Regions from separate parts of the Sus scrofa genome. Here region 2 is linked to region 1. A link is a contact called in public HiChIP or PLAC-seq data. All regions are on one chromosome and are shown on one strand. Each heading gives the region's core, a stretch centred on a gene start, on an enhancer-like site or on the middle of the called end of the contact. The rest is flanking DNA. Distances are from core to core; before and after follow the strand shown. Region 1 overlaps TTC3 (E3 ubiquitin-protein ligase TTC3). Region 2 overlaps DYRK1A (dual specificity tyrosine-phosphorylation-regulated kinase 1A).

What was found. HiChIP or PLAC-seq counts read pairs in DNA pulled down with a chosen protein or histone mark.
Region 2: a contact with region 1 is called in an H3K27ac HiChIP or PLAC-seq map of skeletal muscle. The contact joins two enhancer-like sites. A contact is called at or near these places in 1 of 47 Hi-C or Micro-C datasets (fetal heart ventricle) and 1 of 2 datasets of contacts at active chromatin or transcription factors (skeletal muscle).

What each region holds. Positions count from the first base shown.
Region 1 is chr13:200,821,137-200,827,684 of Sscrofa11.1, forward strand. It overlaps TTC3 (E3 ubiquitin-protein ligase TTC3), which reads left to right. Exons shown (of 47, transcript XM_021070969.1): 47 at 1-784. Among named protein-coding and RNA genes, the nearest start is that of DSCR3, 100 kb to the right of the region's middle. Within about 2 kb of position 4,670, at least 41 of the 83 cell types and tissues checked have an H3K27ac peak or open chromatin away from gene starts, as enhancers often do. A contact at or near this core is called in skeletal muscle, where this site is marked.
Region 2 is chr13:201,152,124-201,158,134 of Sscrofa11.1, forward strand. DYRK1A (dual specificity tyrosine-phosphorylation-regulated kinase 1A) reads left to right here. Exons shown (of 12, transcript XM_005670334.3): 12 at 4,559-6,011. The coding sequence ends at 5,182. Among named protein-coding and RNA genes, the nearest start is that of DYRK1A, 150 kb to the left of the region's middle. Within about 2 kb of position 3,523, at least 5 of the 83 cell types and tissues checked have an H3K27ac peak or open chromatin away from gene starts, as enhancers often do. A contact at or near this core is called in skeletal muscle, where this site is marked.

The DNA.
Region 1 (6,548 bases), core at 3,420-5,919:
CCCCGTAATCAAGGCTACTGTATATTCATCATCCGAACCCCGCATCTGGAGCTTACTCTCTGAATACCTTACTGTACTCGTTGGTGACGTTCGTCCCTCCTCGGGTCAGACAGCAGGTGTTTGCATATCTCTGTCTCGCACGCAGTGGGCGCTGTGCGGAAACGGGCCCGTCAGCCCCTTTCCTTACCCCCCCACCAGAAGGGACACTTGTGTAGTTAGTCCTGAGGTGTCCCTGTCAGACGTTCGTTCTGTGCCTGACGTGTGTGTGAAGTAATGCATGCACTCCTGTCCTGTGGCCTGAGAACAAAACTATAACCGCGGTAGAAGCTGTTAGAAAACTAGTTATCTGTAGTGACTTAGAGACAGTAGTAAACATAGAAACATGAATCCTGGACACATTCCATTTCTCCCAAGTGGGAAGGATCAAAAAACACTTTCCCGTGTGTTCTTTGTTCCCCTCTGGAAGCTCCGAGTCCCAGGCTCGTGAGCTGACTCGATCGCCTCCCTCTGCCTCGGTTCCTCGTGAGTTTTGATGTCCTAGTGACGTAGTGCCTAGAAGCTCACCCCATATCTTGAAGCAGATCCTTAAAACACTGTCTGCATGTTCACAGTAACCGAGGACCGTGGGTCTGAAGATGCATAGGGACGAGTTTGTAGCAGCAGGTACCAGGGAGGGAGGAGCGGCTGGACAGTGCGAGGTGTTTTGTACGTGACTTCAAGCGTAGTTGTGAACATGCCTTACCCGTGTCCTCTAAGTGTCAAAATAAAGAGTATTCTAAAATGATCTGTTTCCTGTCGTGCTTATCCATTCTTTATCAAATGATGTTTAAAATGTGTTCTTGAAAATTCAGGACACGACATACACTACGCCAGCGTTTTAAAAGGTGACTTCATTCTGAAAGGAGAGCCGTGGTACGTCTGCGTCTAACAAAGCAGTCTTAGGGCTTTTTAGAGCCTGGATCAAAACATCCTTTGTGCCTAAATAGAGGTTGGCAAACTCAGTTTTTTACAGAGATGATAGAGGTCCCTATTGTAGGCTACGGTAAGAGATTTTTTTTCATGTGACAACATATAAGAACGTTAATCAGATTGCATTCCTCAGTATTGAGTTTTTGAGAACACTTCTGATGGTTAGTAGACGTTTGGTCCAAAGCAAAATGTCCTTGATATTTGGACCCGTCCGGAGCCGTTTGACATGAACTAAATATGCTCATGGATTTTTTTGTTGCTGTTGTTTTTTGGGTTTTGTTTGGTTTTGTTTTTATTTATTTAGTTAGTTAGTTACTGCTTTTTAGGGCTGCACCCATGGCATATTGAAGTTCCCAGGCTAGGGGTCATACTGGAGCTGCAGCTGCCAGCCTACACCATAGCCACAGCAGTGCCAGATCCGAGCCAAGTCTGTAAGCTACACCTCAACTCATGGTGACGCGGGATCCTTCACCCACTCAGGGGGGCCAGGAATTGAACCTGCGTTCTAATGGATACCAGTCAGGTTCATTTCCACTGAGCCACAATAGGAACTCCACATGGATGTTTCATATCGGACCAGATTTCAAGAGCTTTTGATCCTTTGGGCTCATGGACTGCTGAGGCTAATCTGAAGGGTGTCCCTCTTAGAGGACCTTCTGGGTGTGTTGAGCACTTAGATGATTGGAGAAAGCAGGTACTGAAGTTCCCACTGTGGCACGACAGGATCGGTGACGTCTCTGGAGTGCTGGAGTGCAGGTTCGATCCTCAGCCCGGAACAGTGGATTATAGACAGGACCTGGTATGACACAGGTTGAATCTGCAGCAACTGCAGCTCAGATCTGACCCCCGGCCAAAGATCTCCTAATGCCATGGGCTGACCAGAAAAGAAAAAAAAAAGCCAGTTTTATCAGTCTCTGACTTTAGTCTGATAGCGTTTAATCCAAAATAGTGTCTAACTTAAAGCAGTGACTATTCCTAAGAGTATATTTCCCTTGGTGAAAAGTTTATGCTATAAATAATGCGTAACATTGAAATGGTACCCCAGCAAAATGTTTCTACATTTTAAAGGTAATTTCAAAGACTGTACAGTGGAAGCAGGTAGGCAAAGAGATCACACCGCAAAACGGAAGGAATGGAACTCTTTCAGGTAGTTTTTCCACCGGATGACCCTCTCTGGAGAAAGAGATTAAAGGAAACAGGTAAAAGACAACATGAGGTACTTGCTGATGATGCTGATGAAACGCAAAGACCGGGTTGTGGATCGGATGACTTGTCAGAAGGAGGACCGAAACATCTCCAGTGTGACCCGTCCTGAAAAGGAGGAAGAAATCCATTCCAGGAGTTCCCGTCGTGGCTCGGTGGTCCACGTACCCAGCTAGCATCCATGAGGACGCGGGTTTGATCCCTGGCCTCGCTCGGTGGGTTAAGGATGCTGTGGCTGTGGGGCTGTGGTGTAGGCGGGCAGCTACAGCTCCAGTTCGACCTGTGGCCTAGGAACGTCCATATGCTGCAGGTGCAGCCCTAGAAAGACAAAAAAGATAAATACATTTCAGGTGTTTTATCTTTAATCAAATGTGATTAATAGATGTTAATCATCAAAATTTGTTAAAAGAATAATCGTAAGAAGAATGGATCATCAGTCGTATCTAATCCCCCTTCCCCTCTTCATTCTGACATCTGTTCAGAGGACATGTCCGCCTTCACAGAGCCATGTGCCTTCAGTGCTTTGCTGAGAAGGCTGGGCAGCCTCAGACCAGTGAAAACAAATGTGTGGAGTACCTACTGTGCACCAGGCCCTGAGCTCACATCCTTTCCCCCCCCCCCTTGTCTTTATAGGGCCGCACCTGCGGCAGGTGGAGGTTCCCAGGCTAGGGGTCTAATCGGAGCTGTTGCTGCCGGCCTACACCAGAGCCACAGCAACACCAGATCCAAGCCACATCTGCGACCTACCCCACAGCTCACGACAACGCTGGATTCCTAACCCACTGAGCAAGGACAGGGATCAGACCTGTAACCTCACGGTTCCTGGTTGGATTCGTTTCTGCTACACCGCAACGAGAACTCCTTTTTTGCAGGGGAGGGGGTGCTCACATCCTGATGCGGCAGTGAAGGTGGGGCAAGGACTCTTTCAGTGATAGACAAAAAGCAAATTCAGAATGTAATTTCAGGTGGTGAGAAGGGCCCTTAAAGAAGTATCAAGAGAGGTGTCTAGATTAATAATAAGGAGTTCCCATTGTGGTTCGGTGGGTTAAGAACCTGACTGGTATCCATGAAGATGTGGCTTCGATTCCTGGCCTTGCTCAGTGAGTTAGGATCCAGCGTTGCTGTGAGCTGAGGTGTAGGTCGCAGATGGTGGCTCCGATCCGGTGTGGCTGTGGTATAAGCCGGTAGCTATAGCTCCAATTCAGCCCCTAGCTCGGGGACTTCCATGTGCTGCAGGTGCGGCCCTAAAAATATATAAATAAAATTTCTGAAAAGTGTCTGCATATTGCCCAGCGCATTACAGGAAGCTAGTGATCATTGCTGAGGTCAGGATTGGCACAGGGGGAGAGCTTGCTGGGCCTGCAGAGGAAAAGCTTTATTAGGTCAAGACTTAGATTCCTCAGTGAAGCCTGACTGTGGAACGTAGTCAGACGGACAAAAGGTCAAGAAGAAGTCAGGTCACCTCGAAGTTATTTTGAAAAATAACAGTTGTGTTCCTGAAATCTCCGGGTTGACTTTGATGGCATCGTGATTCTATAGTAAAGGATCCTCTCACCTGTGGCTTTCCCAGATTACCTGGGTGAGCACTTCTGTTCAGTTTGGGTTTAGAACCAGTGCTGCATGCCTGGGGGAGGCAGGCGCAGGCCGACCGCAGCGGAGGAGGCGTGCAAGCCCAACTCCCCCGGGAGTTTGAGGTGAGACCTGTTCTCTTCACCTCCAGTTTATATCATCTCTTCCTGTTTACCCTTTAAAGGGGAAGGAAGGGGAAAAAAAGAAAATGTTTAGCAAAAATCCAGAAATTAAACAGCACTAGAAAGCTACAAAATCCTAATGAGACAACCATCAATAATCTGAAGAAAAGTTTTTAGCTGCATTAAATATAATAATTTGGGGTATACATTTGGGAAGAAAACATTGATCTCACACCACACGGAAACATCAATTCATGTTTCCTAATGCCCTAAATGTGAAAGATAAAATGATGAAGCTTCTGCAGGAAACACGGGGCCCAGGTTTATTGTCTTTTTAAAAATTTAGTTTTATTGAAAACAGTAACCACAGAAAAGTGCACACATTGAACCAGCCCCAGGAATGAGCTAGTTGTTAAATTTTCAGGACTTTTGCCAGCTAACTGTTAAACGCAACAACTATTAAAAATTGAATTGGCATTCCCATCATGGCTCAGTGGTAATCAACCCAACTAGTATCCATGAGGATGAAGGTTCGATCCCTGGCCCTCGCTCAGTGAGTTAAGTAGCCCCTCCCGAGGCCCCCGTGCTCCCCCGTCATGCCCGGCTCTGCTGCTGCTCCTCCTCTGCTAAAAACCAAGGAAGGCTCCTTCCTTGCTCCGGCCAGGCCCTGCCTCAGGAGCATGCTGGTAAATCCAAAGCCCATGAGCTTCAGGGTTGCCCAACAAGAAAGGAGCGTGAGGATGGCCCAGGCCAGCGGCTGCTGACTCATCGGCTTCCCGCGGGAGGGAGGATGGGGCACGAAGCGGGGCCAGCGCTCAGCCGGGAGCCGCTACCGCAGAGCAGCTGGTGTTTATTCCCGGCTGCTGTGCAGGACACGTCAAAGAGAGGGCTCGCGCTTTCTAAGGTGTTTTTGCATCAAACAGAGGTGTCATTGTTCTCAGCAAATACCTTGGCTTCCCAGTGAATAAATACCATTCTGTTTTCTAACATTTTTCCCTCCACTTTTCAACATTGTGTATAAAGGCATTTTGCCTAATTCCTTCAGCCCTCTCTTTCAGCTTCTGTTCTTTGGTGTGATAGAAAGGTCTTCTTAATTTAGATCTCCCCGCTACCAGTTTCAAGAAATCTGCTGTTGGCTCCAAGCTCCGTGTCCTGAAGTGCCACCCTATCCCAGTGGGGTGAGCCAGCCTCTGAAGAAAGAAAGCAATTGAATGGATCGACCACGTGCTTCCAGAGCCAGCGGGACTCCGGCTCTCACTGGGGCCTCACCGGAGGCCACATTGCTTTTGCTTCCAGGTTTAAAACTACCACCACCTCTAACTTGGTCAGGCCTTTGAAAGCGGAGGCTTAGCCCTTGCTGCAACCCTTCCCTGTGACAGATGTGGCCATCAAGCCCTATTTCCTGGGCCTGTATGAGACAGCCATGCCTACATCTCCTTGTCCCCACTGTGGCCTCTCCTGGGGGGACAGGGACCTCGTCACCCCTTCCCTTCTCCAAGGGAGCCTCTGTGCATCCCCGCTGTGCCCTCAGGAGTGAGCCACATGGCCTTGACCTTTTGATGGGCTCTCCATTCAGTCACCAAATCTCTATTCTGTCCAGCACATGAGGGCACTGCTCTAAGTGCTGGCGATGTGACAGGGGACAGAAGAAACGAGAGGCCTGTCCTCGGGTCCTTGGCGTTCCAGTGGGGGAGCCCGGTGAGTTCGACACTAATGGCAGGTGTTTGGTATGTCTCTGCAAATCTGGAGAAAAATGGAGCCAGAAGGGGACGAAGCCGTGTGCCTGGGAGGGGAGGAGGGTCACGACTTGAGACCAGGCCAGGGGTGACATTTGCATGGAGGCCCCCCTGGAAGAAGGCGGGGAGGAGCTGTGGCGGAAAGGAAGGGCAGCACCCAGAAAGAGGAAAGGCAGGAGCAGAGCTTTCCACCTGCTGGTGTGGAAGGAGCAGGAGGCCAAGGTCAGCCTCTGCTCTGGTGGCCGGTGCAGAGGTGGGAAGTTCTCTGGGCCAGGGGGCTGGGGGTTGGGGCTCGGACCTGAGCGCAGCAGATGGTGAGGTATTTCAGCAGCTGCCCGGCAGTGCAGTCTGCGGCTGACCCTTGTTCCATATGCTTGGAGTCACAGGGGACAGCCCCGGGCCAGGCAGAGAGCATTTCGGATACGATTTCAGCTGCATTCATCAGCCTCCTAAGTGACCCTTGCCTCCCCTCAGCCCCTCGACCCCACCCCATTCCCCTCTAATCACCTACCTTCACTGCATCCACCTTGCAGGGTGGCGGGGACACCGGCCGGCCCACGTATCCTGGACCGGAGCCCCTTCCCTCCCTGCCACCTTCCACCCCAGGTCCTCAGCCTCCTCTTTACTTCCCTTCCCCCACCTAGACTGTGTAGCCCTCACCTCAGCGCCGGCCTGCAGCAGCCGGCACCCTTTCAGCGCCCCCCACAGGCCGACACCCACGCCTCTCTCCCGCCCCATGCTGCCCGCATCCCTTTGGTAGTGTGCCTTTGGCAAATTATTCCACCTCTTGCAGCTTCAGTTTCCACCTTCATACAAGAAGGATTCAATGAGTGTGCTTGCATGTAGTAGCTGCACAGTGAGCACTTAAAAAATACCCCAGCTCAGGCTCAGAGCCACCACTGCAACCTGGCCAGGGTAACCTCTGAATCTGGTGCCTCCCGCCCCATCC
Region 2 (6,011 bases), core at 2,273-4,772, 330 kb after region 1:
GGTTAGAATAACTTTCTGAGGCTCATGATCTTAATTGCTGCACCCTCCAGCCTCCCGTGATCTTTTAGTATTGATAGTTGTAGATTCATAGTCCGTTCGCGGTTGGATTTTCACCTTCATGTTGCTTTGTTTTGAAGGTTTTTTGTTTGTTTTCTAAACCCTTTAAGAGGGTCTGAGTAGGTACATTTTGTAAGAAGTGAAGCAGATGGAGTAGTAAAAATGTCCTTAGAGCCTTTTTGTAAAATAGTAAGTCAGTGCTCCTGAGTACTCTGTTAAGGTGTCTCAGGACAAGAGGCCAGAATACACTTGATGAGTGAAGGCAAATGGAAGAGGATGAGGAGCACGCCCTCTCTCGGGTCCAGGCCTGCTGCGCGCCGTGGAGGAGAGCACGCCCGTGGGCACCGTTGTCCCTCCGGTCATGCCCCGGCCCCGGCCCCGGCAGAGCAGGCGCCCCCGTTTCCCGGTCGCCTCGTCCCACTTGCATTCTCTTTAGTAGCTGTCTCACAGTCTTGTCTTCCTCTTAGAAACCTTTGGTCTTCCCTTCTCCCTCCTCACTCACTCACTCGCCGCCGTGTAAGGAACCGCGTTCAGAGAGGAGCGTGTCACCAGAGGCCTCGTCCAGCCTCGGCGCGGCGGCTGCTGGTCTCCGGCCCTGGTCACAGACGCGGCAGCTTCCGGCGCGGCCAGCCCGCCTCGGCCTTCCCCTCTCCTGCCTGCTCTGTCCTCTGCTCCGCTGCCGCTTGGCCGCCTCTGCTGGCTCTCTCCCCGTCGGCACCTGGTCAACCCTGGGCCTCTCCCGTTGGCCCGGGGCCTTCTCCCCCCACGTCTCTGCTGCCCCTGGGCCCTGTTTCCTCCCCTTTACGACTCTGCAGCTTCCTCCAGGGGGCTGCCTCCTGATCGGGAAACGGCTCCTGCGGAGTCACCCTCTTTGTGCCTCGCTCACATTGACAGCGCTGGCTTCTCCCTGCCCCTTGAAGCCCTCTTCTGTGCCTTTCTTGCCAGAAGGGCCCTAATCCTGGCCCGCGGCCCTTCCTTCACTGTCTCCATTTTGGATTCTCTTCTTCGGCCGTCGTGTAACCGTAGGTGTTGTGTGCCCTCTCTCTCACCTTAGACACTTCCTGGTGACCTCCCCTGCTCTTACCAGCGATTAGCTACCATCCTGATGTAAGTCACTTTGCATCTTTATTTCTGGCCTAGACGTCACTCCTGAGCCCCACCTCTTTATTTCTAATCATTTACTAGAAATATCACTTTGAAAGTCTACACAGCATGGCACAACAAATTCGTGTCCTGTAAACCACCATTTCCTCCTCCAGCACAGCTCCTCTGCTTTTTTCTGTTCTTGGTGTAAATGGCCCTGAATTCACCCCTTTGCTCAAGTCTTGTACCGGGTGCTTGGGGAGTTAATCCTTGACTCCTCCTGCCTACCCACCCACACTGAATCGAGTGGTAAACAGTATGGATTCTGACTTCAGCCTATCTTACTGTAAAGGGTGTCCTCACTTGACTTGAAGTGTTCGGTTTCATTCACCAGTCCACCTTTTCTCTTCTCTGCAGCCAGGTGAGTGTTCACTACAGCAGTCTGATCCGGCTCTGTCCCCTGCTTTCAATGCTTTTGTCTTTCGTGTTTAAAAAAAAGTGATTTCTGTGATCTGGCCCTACTCAGGTCATCCCTCATCTGCAGGCACTCTGGTCTCAGTGGCGTTTTTTTCTTTTTTCGGCAGGAGCGTCCTCCTCCCTTTGGCCTTTCTCACACCGGCTCTGCTCGGCCTCGAACACTCTTTCCTTCCCTCCCTGCTTTGGTAACTGTTACTGTGTATCCTTCGGGTCTTAGAGATCACTGCCAGGGGCTTTCCCTACCTCTTCAGAAGGAGCTCCTTTCTTCTTTTCCTTCCCTTCTCCTCCAGGTAGAGTCAGTGCTGCCAGGATACGGCTGGGTACCAGGAGGGACACAAACCAGCAAGGACCTAAGACGTGTGTACACCTCCGGCCTGTAGTCAGCAGAAGTCATTATTGCTCCTCATTTGCCTCACATCCTTTCTTACTTAATTTTTGAATAATTGAGATGTTCACGTGGTTTCAAGATAAATGTAAAAGAGGATTCAATGAAAAAAATCCTCCTTCCATGTCCTCTAGCCACCGAATTCTAAATTAATGTTACTGGTGTTTGAGAGTTTATACATATGCATGCAAATGCAATTCTGTGTTCTTCACCTAACCTTTGTACAGGCACAGTATTTCGTATCCTGTTTTTTTATTTTAACAGGTTTACATATACTTTTAAACATATATTATGGAGCTCTTTCCCTATCATTACATAAAGAGCATTTTCCTTCTTTTCGTTTGGTTTTTAGTAGTCACACAGCATTCTGTTGTTCAGATATTCCGTGAGTCATTTCAGTAGTTTTCCCTATTAATGCAGTCCCCTTTTAGCTTATTTTTAATCTTTTTTTACTACTACAAATAATGCTTTAATAAACAACTCTAAATATAAATCCTCCACACTCATGCAGTTTATCTGTGATATAAATTCCTGGACATAAGACTGTTGGATCAAAGAGTAATGTGGTTTGTCATTTTGATAACTGTTGCCAAATTGCCCTCCATATAGTTTTACCAATTTAGCTGCAGCCAGCTGAGTTTGGAGAAGCAGTCAGTGCGGCTAGTCTGAAATGACAACTGGTGTTGGACAGAGAATGGTTATATTGTTCTTATTTCTTCCTATGCATGAATTTGAGTAGGTTCATAGTTTTAAGAGCCAATGGTATTTTCTGAGAACTTTCTATTTTTCTACTGGATTATTTTCAATAATATTTCTTGAATTCGGGGTTTCCTGTTGTGACTCAGGGAACGAGCCTGACTAGTATCCATGAGGATGAGGGTTTGATCCCTGGCCTCACTCAGTGGGTTAAGGATCTGGTGTTGCCGTGAGCTGTGGTGTAGGTCACAAATGCGGCTTGGATCCCCAGTTTCTGTGGCTGTGGCCTAGGCCAGTGGCTACAGCTCCGATTTGACCCCTAGCCTGGGAACTTCCATATGCCATATGGGTGCAGTCCTAAAAAGCACAAAAAAAGAAAATTTCTTGTATTAGATTTTGAGACCACCTTCATTGAGTAAATACTTAATGGTCTTTGCTAGCCACTGGTGATAAAGACACGAGTATTGCCTTCCTAGAGCTTACAATGACACAGTAAATAAACAAAATGAACTAAATGACTAGAAATTCCAAGTACTATTACCTGGGAAGTCAGGATGTACTCTAGAATTGCTGTTTGTTGGGTGAGAATGTATTAATTCAAGCAGGCCCAACTGATAACAGACAGGGTTCCAAAATGTGGTAACTTAGAGGATGTGAAGTTTCATTTTTACACGGTAGTCTGGAGTGGGCACTGAGGTTCAGTGGCTCTCTCCCGCGGCTCGGGTTCCCACCGTCTTGCGCCATTCCTATGGGCCTGGTTATCGGCTGTGTCCAGCAGGCAGAAGGACTTGGGAGGTGTTTGTGGGCCTGAGGTGGCTGTAACATAGCAACTTGCATTCATATTCAGTTGACTAAAATAGTAACACGGCTGTGTCTAAGTGCAGGGGGGGCTGGGGAGTGAGCGTAATGCAGTCATGTGGTCAGGAAGAAGAATATGGTTTTTGAGGACAACTAGTAGCCTCTGCCACAGGAGTTGGGACCATCTTAGCTAGACTGGTGTGGGAAGACTTTGGAACTGAAATGATAAGAAGTAGGCATCCACACAGAAATTAGAAATCGAGCCTTCTAAGCAGAAGGGAACAGTAAGTGCAGCTGCTCGGAGGCATTTGAAAGATGTTGACCTGGTCAAGGTAGAGCAGAAGAAGGAAGACCCGGTGTAGTGGGGACTCAGGTGGCTGGACTGAGCGGATTGTTTATGGATTCTTAACCCACTGCACCACAGCGGGAACTCCTGGATTTGTGTTTTAAAAAGACTGTTCTTGCTGCTCTTTGGAGAATGGCTTGGGGAAGGGGAAAGATGGGAGTTGAGTAGGAGGCTGTGGAATTAGTCTAGGCAAGAGATGATGGTGGCCTAGGATAGAGTTATGGTGGTGGAGATAGAGAAAAGAGGCCGGATTTGAGTTCTGTTTTAGTAGTACTTGTGATTGTTTGGATGGAGGAGTGGTTGAACAGCTAGAGGGGTAGTGGTGCTTCTCTTAAAATAGGAAGGATGGAGAGAGAACGGGCTCGAGGGGGAGAGTAAAGAGTTCCCTTTGGACCTGTCAGATACTTACAGTCTGGCTCTTTCCAGAAAAAATTTGCTGAAACCTGGTATAAATAATGCTTCCGAGGAAAGAAAGTGGCCAGTAAAATATATGCGCCTGTTCATGGGTATAACTTGCTAAAAGTTGCAGCTTTCATGGTAAAATCGTTTTCACTCTTGAACATATTTGGAAGTTTATGTTATAGAACTATCTAACACCTTAAAACTTCAAAACCCTCTTTCTGATCAGTGCAAATGCTGGCATCATAGCTGTTAACTGGAAAGTAAAGCTTGGAAACGGCACTCTGAATACCTTGTTTTAAAATCTGTTCTTACAGGTGCGTCAGCAATTTCCTGCTCCCATTGCTTGGTCAGGCACTGATGCTCCTACACAAGTCACTGTTGAAACTCATCCCGTTCAAGAAACAACCTTTCATGTAGCCCCTCAACAGAATGCATTGCATCATCACCACGGAAACAGTTCCCATCACCACCACCACCACCACCACCACCACCACCACCACCATGGACAACAAGCCTTGGGTAACCGGACCAGGCCAAGGGTCTACAATTCTCCAACAAATAGCTCCTCTACCCAGGATTCTATGGAGGTTGGCCATAGTCACCACTCCATGACATCCCTGTCCTCCTCAACTACTTCCTCCTCGACATCTTCCTCCTCTACTGGTAATCAAGGCAACCAGGCCTACCAGAATCGCCCAGTGGCTGCTAATACCTTGGACTTTGGACAGAATGGAGCTATGGACGTTAACTTAACCGTCTACTCCAATCCCCGCCAAGAGACTGGCATAGCTGGACATCCGACATACCAATTTTCTGCTAATACAGGTCCTGCACATTACATGACTGAAGGACATCTGACAATGAGGCAAGGGGCCGATAGAGAAGAGTCCCCCATGACAGGAGTTTGTGTGCAACAGAGTCCTGTAGCTAGCTCGTGACTAAATTGAAACTTGAGTTTGTTTCTTGTGTGTTTTTATAGAAGTGGTGTTTTTTTCCAAAAAACAAAGTGCAAAGCTGCTTGAATCAGAAGGAGATTAACACACTGAACCGCTACAAGAGGGCAAAGCTGACTTTTTTTTTTTTTTTTTTTTTTTAACTTGAAAAGATTGCAAAGGGACAATGAAGTTTTTAAAAGAGCCATGTCCAAACCCATCTTCATGGATAGCTCAGAGGTGTCCTCTTTTTGCCTCCCCCATTTTAACTTGCCACATCCCAGTCATAGTGGGGTTTTTTGTCTTTCTATTCCACAGACGTTATTGTTCAGATGTTGGTCTTGATCATTTGCCAACTAGTTTTAAAATAAAAGGCACTGCACATAATTCGCATAAAGGGCCCCATGAGGGTGTTTCTTTCCCCTTTTTGTTTTTCCTTTTTCCCCCCCGTTTTTGTTTGGTTTGGTTTTGTTTTGGGTGGGGGGTGGGAAGTTTGGTTTTTGAGTCCTCTGAACACACTTGGGTGCGGAAATGCAGTACTGTAAGGAAGAGGGACCTCCCGCTCACACCGACATCACCTTCAGCTGTATGGAAGGGACGGCTGTATTGGAGTTTGTAAGGCACAGTAAGCATGCTACGTGGCGGGATCAGAACTCTCCTGTCTGAACCTACTGAGGAGCAAAGCAGCAATTACCTGGGATCCTGTGGGTCTCCCGTTGTCGAGGCCACAGTGAGATAGTGATGGAACGTGACTGGTCTCCTAACCAAGGTGCACTGAGAAGCAATCAACGGGTCAGTCATGGCCAGTCCTGGGGAGGTCTGAGTGGTGGTCTTT